Regions from separate parts of the Mus musculus genome. Here regions 2 and 3 are each linked to region 1. The links are chromatin contacts, called in public HiChIP or PLAC-seq and promoter capture Hi-C maps. All regions are on one chromosome and are shown on one strand. Each heading gives the region's core, a stretch centred on a gene start, on an enhancer-like site or on the middle of the called end of the contact. The rest is flanking DNA. Distances are from core to core; before and after follow the strand shown. Region 1 holds the start of Zc3hav1l (zinc finger CCCH-type, antiviral 1-like). Region 2 holds the start of Mkrn1 (makorin, ring finger protein, 1). Region 3 holds the start of Adck2 (aarF domain containing kinase 2).

The links. Promoter capture Hi-C pulls out the DNA fragments that hold promoters and counts their contacts. HiChIP or PLAC-seq counts read pairs in DNA pulled down with a chosen protein or histone mark.
Region 2: a contact with region 1 is called in an HNF4G HiChIP or PLAC-seq map of pancreatic cancer cells. The contact joins the promoter of Mkrn1 here to the promoter of Zc3hav1l in region 1. A contact is called at or near these places in 1 of 39 promoter capture datasets (pre-B cells) and 2 of 115 datasets of contacts at active chromatin or transcription factors (embryonic stem cells and pancreatic cancer cells).
Region 3: a contact with region 1 is called in a promoter capture Hi-C map of liver, with 4 times the contacts expected there. The contact joins the promoter of Adck2 here to the promoter of Zc3hav1l in region 1. A contact is called at or near these places in 3 of 39 promoter capture datasets (liver and pre-B cells).

The regions. Positions count from the first base shown.
Region 1 is chr6:38,297,985-38,300,686 of GRCm38.p6, reverse strand. It overlaps Zc3hav1l (zinc finger CCCH-type, antiviral 1-like), which reads left to right and starts at 1,428. Exons shown (of 4, transcript NM_172467.3): 1 at 1,428-1,823; 2 at 2,600-2,702. The coding sequence starts at 1,447.
Region 2 is chr6:39,418,855-39,421,824 of GRCm38.p6, reverse strand. It overlaps Mkrn1 (makorin, ring finger protein, 1), which reads left to right and starts at 1,456. Exons shown (of 8, transcript NM_018810.2): 1 at 1,456-1,726. The coding sequence starts at 1,542. Gm10244 (predicted gene 10244) reads right to left here and starts at 1,447. Exons shown (of 2, transcript NR_152168.1): 1 at 1,173-1,447; 2 at 531-1,085.
Region 3 is chr6:39,572,251-39,575,231 of GRCm38.p6, reverse strand. It overlaps Adck2 (aarF domain containing kinase 2), which reads right to left and starts at 1,356. Exons shown (of 8, transcript NM_178873.3): 1 at 26-1,356. The coding sequence starts at 931.

The DNA of each region.
Region 1 (2,702 bases), core at 179-2,678:
CATACCCCTATATGATATCAGGCCTCTAGCATTTAAAAACTCTCTGAAAAGATGGCAGAATTTCAAATTTTTTCACGGTACTCATTCAGACTTTTAATCTGGAATGAATTACAATCCAGAATTCTGAAATTGAATATATTTCTAAGGGCAAGGTCTTTGGCTGAGTCGGGATCTCACCCATTTGGTTAGTCTAGCCAATTAGCTGCCCCTGTGGATCCTGCCACTGCCTACCAAGTGCTTGCATTACAAGTGGCCCCCACATCTTCCTGTATTTGTATAGGATCTGGGCATTCAAATTCCAGCCTCACACTTGTCTAGTAAGTGTTTTATCCACTGGGCTGTCTTCCCAGTCCATCTATTCTGTAACATACAGAATCAGTCTTATTAAACTTCTGGATACACTTGCTTACAACATCAGTGCCCTTGAAGTAAAATTCTTCCCTATCTCTATCTTGCTTGAACGTCTCTTCTCTCTGTGTGCATGTGGTTTTCATTCCTCTCTAACCCCTTTCTCAACTTGAATCTTTCTTTTTTCAGTTGTATCTTAGGTCGGCTTCTCTCAGAGGCAAACAGAGAAGGATTGTTTGAGAGCAGACCCTTTACAAGGTAATCCCAAGGAACCACTTCTCAGTTTACATTTTCGGCTGGGCTCCCTGGTAAGCAGATAAGGATTCCATGTAAACCGTTTCTTAGTAGGGAGGGAACACAGGGAAAGGCAGGTTCTACAGGAGCAACAGGGTTCTTTTCCATTAAGGAATCATAGCGACGAAACCATAGAATATCTCTCGACCACTCCGTAGAGGAATAATACGCTAGGAATTTGTCCATTGTTAGGAAGGAAAATCCTTTTAGGTTTAGTGGGTGTTTATGTATATTGTCACCAATTTGACAATAGGAAAAATGTTTATTTATAAGCTGACAGAGAAAAATCAACAATATCATGGCTCAATCCCATCTGAGGCATGGAGCTGATTGATCAGTATTATGGTGTGTGTTCAATAAACCATCCCTATCTGACTGAAATCGGGGTTTGTGTAAGCTCGTGGGGCGACTCATGGACCCCAACACTTAGGAAGTTTTTACCCACTGTGCTGGTTCCTTACTAGGTTTTTTGAGACAGGGTGTCATGTAGTCCAGGCTAGCCTCCAACTCCCCTTTGCAAAGGACGCTGGCCTTGATCTCGGCCTTTTCTTGCCCCCACCTCCCAGGTGCTAGCTAACATTCCAGGCGCGCGCCCCCAGGCTGGGAGAACCACTTCAGCAGTTTACATTCTTTGCAGCCCTCCCTGTTATCCGGTATCTGCCAGGAACCCAGGAGCCAGGAATGTTGCAGGGGCTCAGGCCCTGCCTTCTGAGGCCCGGCCCCCTACAGCTCGCAGGCTCCGGTCGGGGCCGCGGCGGGGAGGAGCCTGGAGGCCCCGGGCTGGCGGGGACGCGCTGGCGGGCCATGGCGGACCTCACTCTGTGCGCGTTCCTCACCAAGGTGCTGTGTGCTCACGGCGGCCGCATGTTCCTGCAGGACCTGCGCGGCCACGTGGAGCTGTCGGAGGCGAAGCTGCGGGCCGTGCTGCGGCGCGCGGGTCCAGAGCGCTTCCTGCTGCAGGAGGTGGAGCTGCGCGACGGCCCGTGGGACGCAGAGGCCGAGGTGGCGGCGGGCGAGGGCGCGGGCGCGGGCTCAGGCGGCGGCGCCACGGCCTGCAGGGTGATGGCCGTGTCCTCCGCGCGCCTCTGCGCCCGCTACCAGCGCGGGGAGTGTCAGGGCTGCGACCAGCTGCACTTGTGTCGCCGCCACATGCTGGGCAAGTGCCCCCACCGCGACTGCTGGTGAGGGGCGGAGTCCTCAGTGTCCAGCGGGGCAGTGGGTGCGGGCGGGCGGGATGCGCCTTCCGGATGCTTCTCGGCGAGCCTGGGTGGGATGGGACAAAGGCCTTCGCGCTGGCCGCCCTGTGCACCTAGTCGCCGAGAGAAATAATATGGAAGGTCTCTCCACTGAGGTTTATTATTCACCCCCCCCCCGCCCCCCAATTTGCTGTCCCTGTCCCAGGATGCTAGGATGTTCCACAACAGCAGCCCGGTTGAATCCGTGTTGCCACTTTTGAATTCACTTATGCCAAATGCCGCTTGAGGGACACCTGGGGGCTTTATGGCCCGCGGAACTTCTGTTCCCTTCTCTCCCTCCTTCCATAACCACAGCCCTTTCGCGCTTAAAAATCTGGTGTCCAATCGCAGGAAACTGGTGGCAGGATGGGGTGAGGGCATAGTGCTGCATAGCCCAAGCCCAGTGCTTTGCAGCAATCCGGGAAGCTTTCTAGTGCTTTCTTTGTAGTGTTGGTGGACAAAGAGAGGCCAGCAGCTGTTGTTGGCCTGAAGATTACGTTTTAGTCTTTACAAAAACAGATAAGTAATCTCAAAAAAGCCTGAGGGTAGGGTACTCACAGAACAGGGAAATGACCCCTGGAAGCTGAGTTGCCTCAATCCGAATTGTTTTATTAGTACTTGGGGAATTCACTTGTGAAGTGGAAATGCCCTAGGCAGAGTTAGACCCACCAGCCTCTTCCCTCTTCTTGACCCGGCCTCCTGACTGCTTTGAACTCTTCTAGGTCTACCTGTTCTCTGTCCCATGATATCCACACACCTATCAACGTCCAAGTCCTGAAAAGCCGGGGGCTTTTTGGCCTCAATGAAGGGCAGCTGCGAATCCTG
Region 2 (2,970 bases), core at 207-2,706, 1.1 Mb before region 1:
TGTCCCTGTGAATGACTATAGTGACAAGAACTTTTCCATTGAATTTGTTGCTAACATTTGTGCTACCTCCCCAACAGCTGTGCAACAAATCTTAAAGATTAAAAGTAAAATAAAATAAAGGGGGACAGTGGTGAAGTCTTTAAACCCCAGGATTCAATATTTGGGAGGCAGATCTCTGTTCATTGAAGTCCAGCCAGGTTTACTTTATTGAGGAGGGAGAGAGAACTTTGGATCTAAAATGTTCCTCAGAAGTTCATGTGATGTGTCTTGGACTCCAGTGATTTATGCTTAGACACAGTTTTGGAGAAATGATTGGCACTGCCCTCATCAGTGGATTCATATAACCTGATGGTGGAAACTCTAGGGGAATGGGCATAGTTAGCTGGGAGCCAGTACTTGGGAGCATGTCCTTGAAGGCTGTCTGCTTACTGACAGATTCTTGCAGTGTAGCCCAGGCTGGCCTCAAGCCTGTGACCCTTTTTGATAGGTTATTTCTCTGATGTTGGTGAAATGAGCCAATTCACACTAGATTCGAGTCTATTAAAGGCAGGTTTATTGGGAAGCTCTCTCAGGCAGGCTAGTTCACTGGCCTCAGGAGTCGCCACGGGGGTAAGGATGGGATAAGGAAGGGAGAGAGAAAAAAAGAAAGGGCATGCAGGCAGAGAGGAGACAGAGAAAATGTCTAGAAATATAGGGAGGAGCCTCTGGGGTGAAGGGCAGCCTAGCTCCTGGGCTGGAAAGTTCAAGGTTGGGGGCAGGGAATGCCAGATAGGGACTAAAAGGACGCTAGGGAAGTCCGGAGGTCAAGTCTGCTTTGATATGTAAAATATGCACCTCAGTTCCTGGTCAGGTATAAAACCAAACACTTTTTTCCTTTAGCTTCCCAAGAGCTGGTATTACAAACAGGCTACCACACATAATTCATTTACAACATTACTGTTATTACTTTGACAGGATCTATTTAGCTTGGGCTGGTCTCGAACTTGCAGCCATTGTGATACTCAAGTCTTCACATTGGTGGGATTCCAAGATGTCTGCCGCCAGGCCCACCTGGGCACTTCCATCAGCAGGGATTCTGACAGTTCCTGTGAGAGAAAGAAACAGATCCCAACACAATAGGTTGGGATCTCACTCTAGATAAAGAGCAGACACAGCCCCAGGCCTTCCCCCACCTTGTACGTGCGCCACCAGCCATAGGCAGAAGTTGGTCCTTGCATGTGGTCCTTTGATGGCTAGGATGGCTAGGACCAGGACCATCCTAGCACACCTGGCTAAGCGTGTGATCACGCCCCTTTAGGGCGGAGCCTAAGCCATCACCAATCAGCGTCGCCGGAGGAGGGCCGCGGGTGCCCTGCGGAGCCCGCAGTTCCTGAGACCTGAGCGCTCGGAGACGCGGTGACACGGCGCGGGACTGGCGCAGAGCTCTCGGGCTCCTCAGCCTCCCTCCCCTCCCCTCCCTTCGCTGTCTTCTCCTTCTCAGCCGGACCGGAACTATGTGATCCCGGAAGTTCCGGGGCCATTGCTGTGTGGGATAAACAGTAATGGCGGAGGCTGCGGCTCCCGGAACAACAGCCACAACATCAGGAGCAGGAGCGGCAGCGGCGGCGGTGGCAGCGGCCTCCCTCACCTCTATCCCCACAGTCGCTGCCCCGTCCCCGGGGGCGGGAGGAGGGGGCGGCGGCAGCGACGGCAGCGGCGGCGGCTGGACGAAACAGGTCACCTGCAGGTAGGACGTTGCGTGGCGCGGCGGAGGGCGGGGGCTGCGGGGCCGAGCAAGAGGCGGAGGCGGGCGTCGCGGGGTCCCCGCTGCGGCTGTCCGTACAGCATCGCTGCGTCAGCCTCCGCAGAGGTTGGCCGCGGCATCGCTGCGGGTTTCAGACTGCGGGCTCGGACTGCAGGGCGGTCCCGTCACCTCGCCTCGCTCAGCGGCGCCCCGGTGCGTGCGGAGAGGACCGGTGTCCCCGCCCTGGCCTCCATCGCTACAGGTTCGGGGATGCGGCGCGAGCTCGCCGATGCGAATCGGGCTCTAACGACCCTCGGTGCGCCCTGAGACCCTCCAAGGGTCCCGGCGAGCTCGGCCGGCCCCGGGGCTCCGAGCCGGGCTATCCGTTTGTAACGTCTTTTCTGCTCTCTGCGCCGCTCACCCCCGCCCCGCCGGGAGCAGCCGCTTTTGTATGCCTTTGTATGTAAGTCGGTGGTCGGCGGTTCCGAGCTTTGTCTCCGAACCGAGCGTTCGGAGCCGGCGTTAGGCTCTTCCACCCTTGGTTTTATGAACTGCCATTATTATTACTGTCCCTTTGAGAGGCGTTCTTCTTTGCGAGAAAGGAGATCCGACCAGAGAGGTTTGGTTCTTGTTTGGTAAGCGAGACGAAATTATTGGGAAAATGTATGATCAGGTGACAGTTATACAGTACGTATGTTAAAAAATAATTCCCCAGCTATAAACGTTGGAGGAAGGATTGTTTGTATTAACGATGGGAGGGGGCTTATTGAGACAGTCCTACTGTGTGGCCCCGGTTGACCTATATAGTCTGACTGCCCTAGAATTTTCGGCAATCCTCTTGTTTTTGCCTCTCTAGTGCGGGAGTGCAGGGGTGAGATGATACCACGCCCGAGTATATAGATTTTAACTACCAGGAAGGACTATATACGCTTTTCTATCGGCTAAGAAAATTAAAAGGAAATGCCACTTTAAACCCGGCAAGGACAGTTTATTAACCGCAAATGCTAAAGGCAATTCCTAATGAACAACTCGGTGTTGATATTAACTCCCAAACTGAAGAATCTTCCAGTCTTTCCTGTAACACATTTAATAACGTCAGATTAAAGCTTTCCCCTCAGTCTGTTCTTTTTTTTTTTTTTTTGAGGCAAGGTCCAGCTTTGCAGCCTGGTTGTCCTAACACTGTTGCATTGACCAGGCTGGCCTTGAACTTCCCTCCTCCAGCCTTTGCCCTCCTAGTACTAAGGATA
Region 3 (2,981 bases), core at 107-2,606, 1.3 Mb before region 1:
CTAGGCAAGGTCTGAGAGCACTTACTTTCACTGCCACTGGGATGAGGTGATCTGACTTAGGCAGATGCCAGGGAGCCTGAGACACACCCACTTCTGACCCACCAAGGTCAGCTTTAGGAAGAAGCAGTTTTTCTAGAAATGCTTCGTCGGCAAGGTTTTCTGAAGGCTTCCGGTCTTTCATAAAGGGCTCTCTCTGCATCACCACGGCCCTGGTTCCTGGGGCAGAGAGCTCCCCAAGTCTCCAGATCCTGTCTTCCTCCAACAAGGAAATACTAGCGAACGCTTTGTACACTTGGGCCACACAACCTGAACCTACAGGTTCCCGGGTCTCGAAAAAGAGGAGGCTGCCCCAATCCTCCCCAAATGCCTGCTGGAGTAAGTATTCCGTCCTTGCCCAAGGGTGGGGGGTCACCTGGACATGCAGCTTGGAGAACTGGGTACAGAAAGCCTCTGAAAAGAGGTCGCGCCGGGTGCTGGCCCATTGGCCCAATTTGATATATGTTGGGCCTGAGGTCTCTGTAGCTTTGAAAAGCAGATGGAGCCAGAGGGTGGAGAGGCCAGGGGCCAAGTAGGTGAGAGGGTACAAGAAGAGGAGGGGGAAGAATTTCGCCAAGAGCACACCAGCGCGGAGCCCTAGGCGGAGACACAGTAAGACGCGGGCCAGAGGCCCTTCTTGGGCCACCTTCTCCACTAGTCCATTTTCCGCCAGGTCACTCCAGTGAGTCTTTCTCTGGCACAAGCTGCCAGGCGCCCCCTCTCCAACACTGCCATGGGCTGAGATTAATTTGGGCAAAGTACCTAGCAGAAACCAACATAGTCTGGCATTGCGAGAGCATCCCAGGGGTCTGGAATGCCCAAGTTCCTTTCTGAACTCAAAGCATCTTAAGTGTGACAAGCAGACCCTGACAGACAAACGCCAGGGGGTCACCATCCTCTCTAGACCCCTTGGCCTAGACTGCTTGTTCTCTACCTAAAGGGAAGCCATTGTGGAGACGCTCCGTGCCGAAGCGGGGATGAGTCGGACCGCGCCCCCTAGCGCAGCCCAGGAGGGGAGGGATAACGGGGACCTGAGCCGGGGACCACGGGTGACAAGCTGTCCAGCGCCAGAGCTCAGAGTGCAGGGAGTCGCCGAGCGCCAGGGACGGAGATGCGGACCCGCGGCCTAGAGAGAACGACGAAGCCTCAGAGGGCCGCGGGAAGACCTGAGAGGCGCGCTCCGGCGGGCTCACGGGCCAGGCTCCCGGGGGGCGGCGGAGATGCCGAGCCGATGGCTCGGGACCTGCACAGAGCGGGCAGTGACAACCAGGCAGAGAGAGAGAGCACTAAGCGTCCGGGCCAGCGCTGCTCCCAGCTTCCGGTACCTGGTTCCGCCCTCTCTGCCCACGACATGCTCCTTAAAGGGGCCACGGCGCGAACTAGGGCAAAAGCGCCTGGGCACATCGAGTTCCTGTGATGATTTAGAGAAAAAACGCAGACGCGAGCTCTGTAGCCCTCTTTTCCGCGTCTGCCTTTCCTCTTCACAGCCTCGTAGCTTAAATCCTAGAAATATTAAACTACACTGAATATTACAAGTGGGTCCAAAGGAAGGACAGATTTTTCAGCTGCTGAGTTCTTGAGTCTCAGGCTACGCTGACTTAGCGGCGGTGTTTAGACCTTAGGGAATGGCTTATACACTTAACTAAGACTTATTGAGCCAAATCAGGTCTTTCTTGAATTTAATTTAATATTTGTTGAGTCACAAGAATATATACTAAACTAGATAGGTAACGATATTATTTTATGTCAAGCCCAACGAAATAAATGAGTTCGATCCGTGGAACCTACATGAAGGAAGGATGTCACCAATTCCTTTTAAGTCGTGTCCCCCACATACAAAATAAATGTCATAGAAATAAAAATGTAGCAAGGGCCACAGAAGCAGTGAGGAGCTGGTTGAATCATAGGCTGGGCTACTTTGGAGAAGAAAAAAAGGGTGTTGGGAGAGGAGCCAAATAAAAGTTCCAAAGTAGGAAAGACTTTTGATGTTCTGAGGGGTGTGTGTGTGTGTGTGTGTGTGTGTGTGTGTGTGTAGGTGATAGAGCATGGGAACTGAGCCTACATAGCCAGGGAAAGGGCTTGCAATTTCTTCTCAGCGCTCTGGAACTTAAAAAGCTGCCTGCCCTGGGGCACCACAGTCCCTACTACCTATCAACAGCTTTTGTCCCTGTGTGGAAAGAAATTTGCACAAAAGTCTGACCAAGGGTAGATTTAAAGACATCCCAGGTGAAAAGGATTATAGAAAAAGAGAAACAAGGACAAGGCCAGGGTTCCTATCACTGGACATGTCATTCAACCTCAAGACACACACCCCCTGGCCATCCAGAAGGCTCAGAAGATATAGTAATTTCTCCAAAGGTAAGATCAGGGCCACTAACAGTCAGGAATAGTGGAGTGGCCAATGGCTCTTCCTGTATGGTCAATAACAGTCCAGTTCCTAACTCTAAAAGATGGGGTACACCCTTTGGGTTTCCCAAGGCAGACATGATGCCTTACACTGCTTTGAAATGTGGTCAGGTGTCAGGCACGGTGCCCTCACTTTCAATTCCAGTAGGAAAGAAGGAAGGAAGGAAAGAAGGAAGGAAGGAAGGAAGGAAGGAAGGAAGGAAGGAAGGAAGGAAGGAAGGGGGAGGTAAGGAAGGAGGGAAGGAGGGAAGGGAAGGAAGGGGTGGGCAAAATCTGTGAGTTGGAGGTCAGTCTGCTTTGTATAGCAAGCTCCAGGCCAACAGGGACTACATAGTGAGACCCTGTTTCAAAAAAGCAAAATAGGGCTTGGAGAGCGATGGCTCAGTGGTTAAGAGCACTAGTTGTTCTTGCAAAGGCTCTGGGTTCCATTCTTAGCACCCGCATGGGGTTTACAGCCATTCCTAATGAACAAGTTCCAGGGGGGTCTGTGCTCAGACCCATATACATGTATAACACTCACACATAATATAAAATAAATA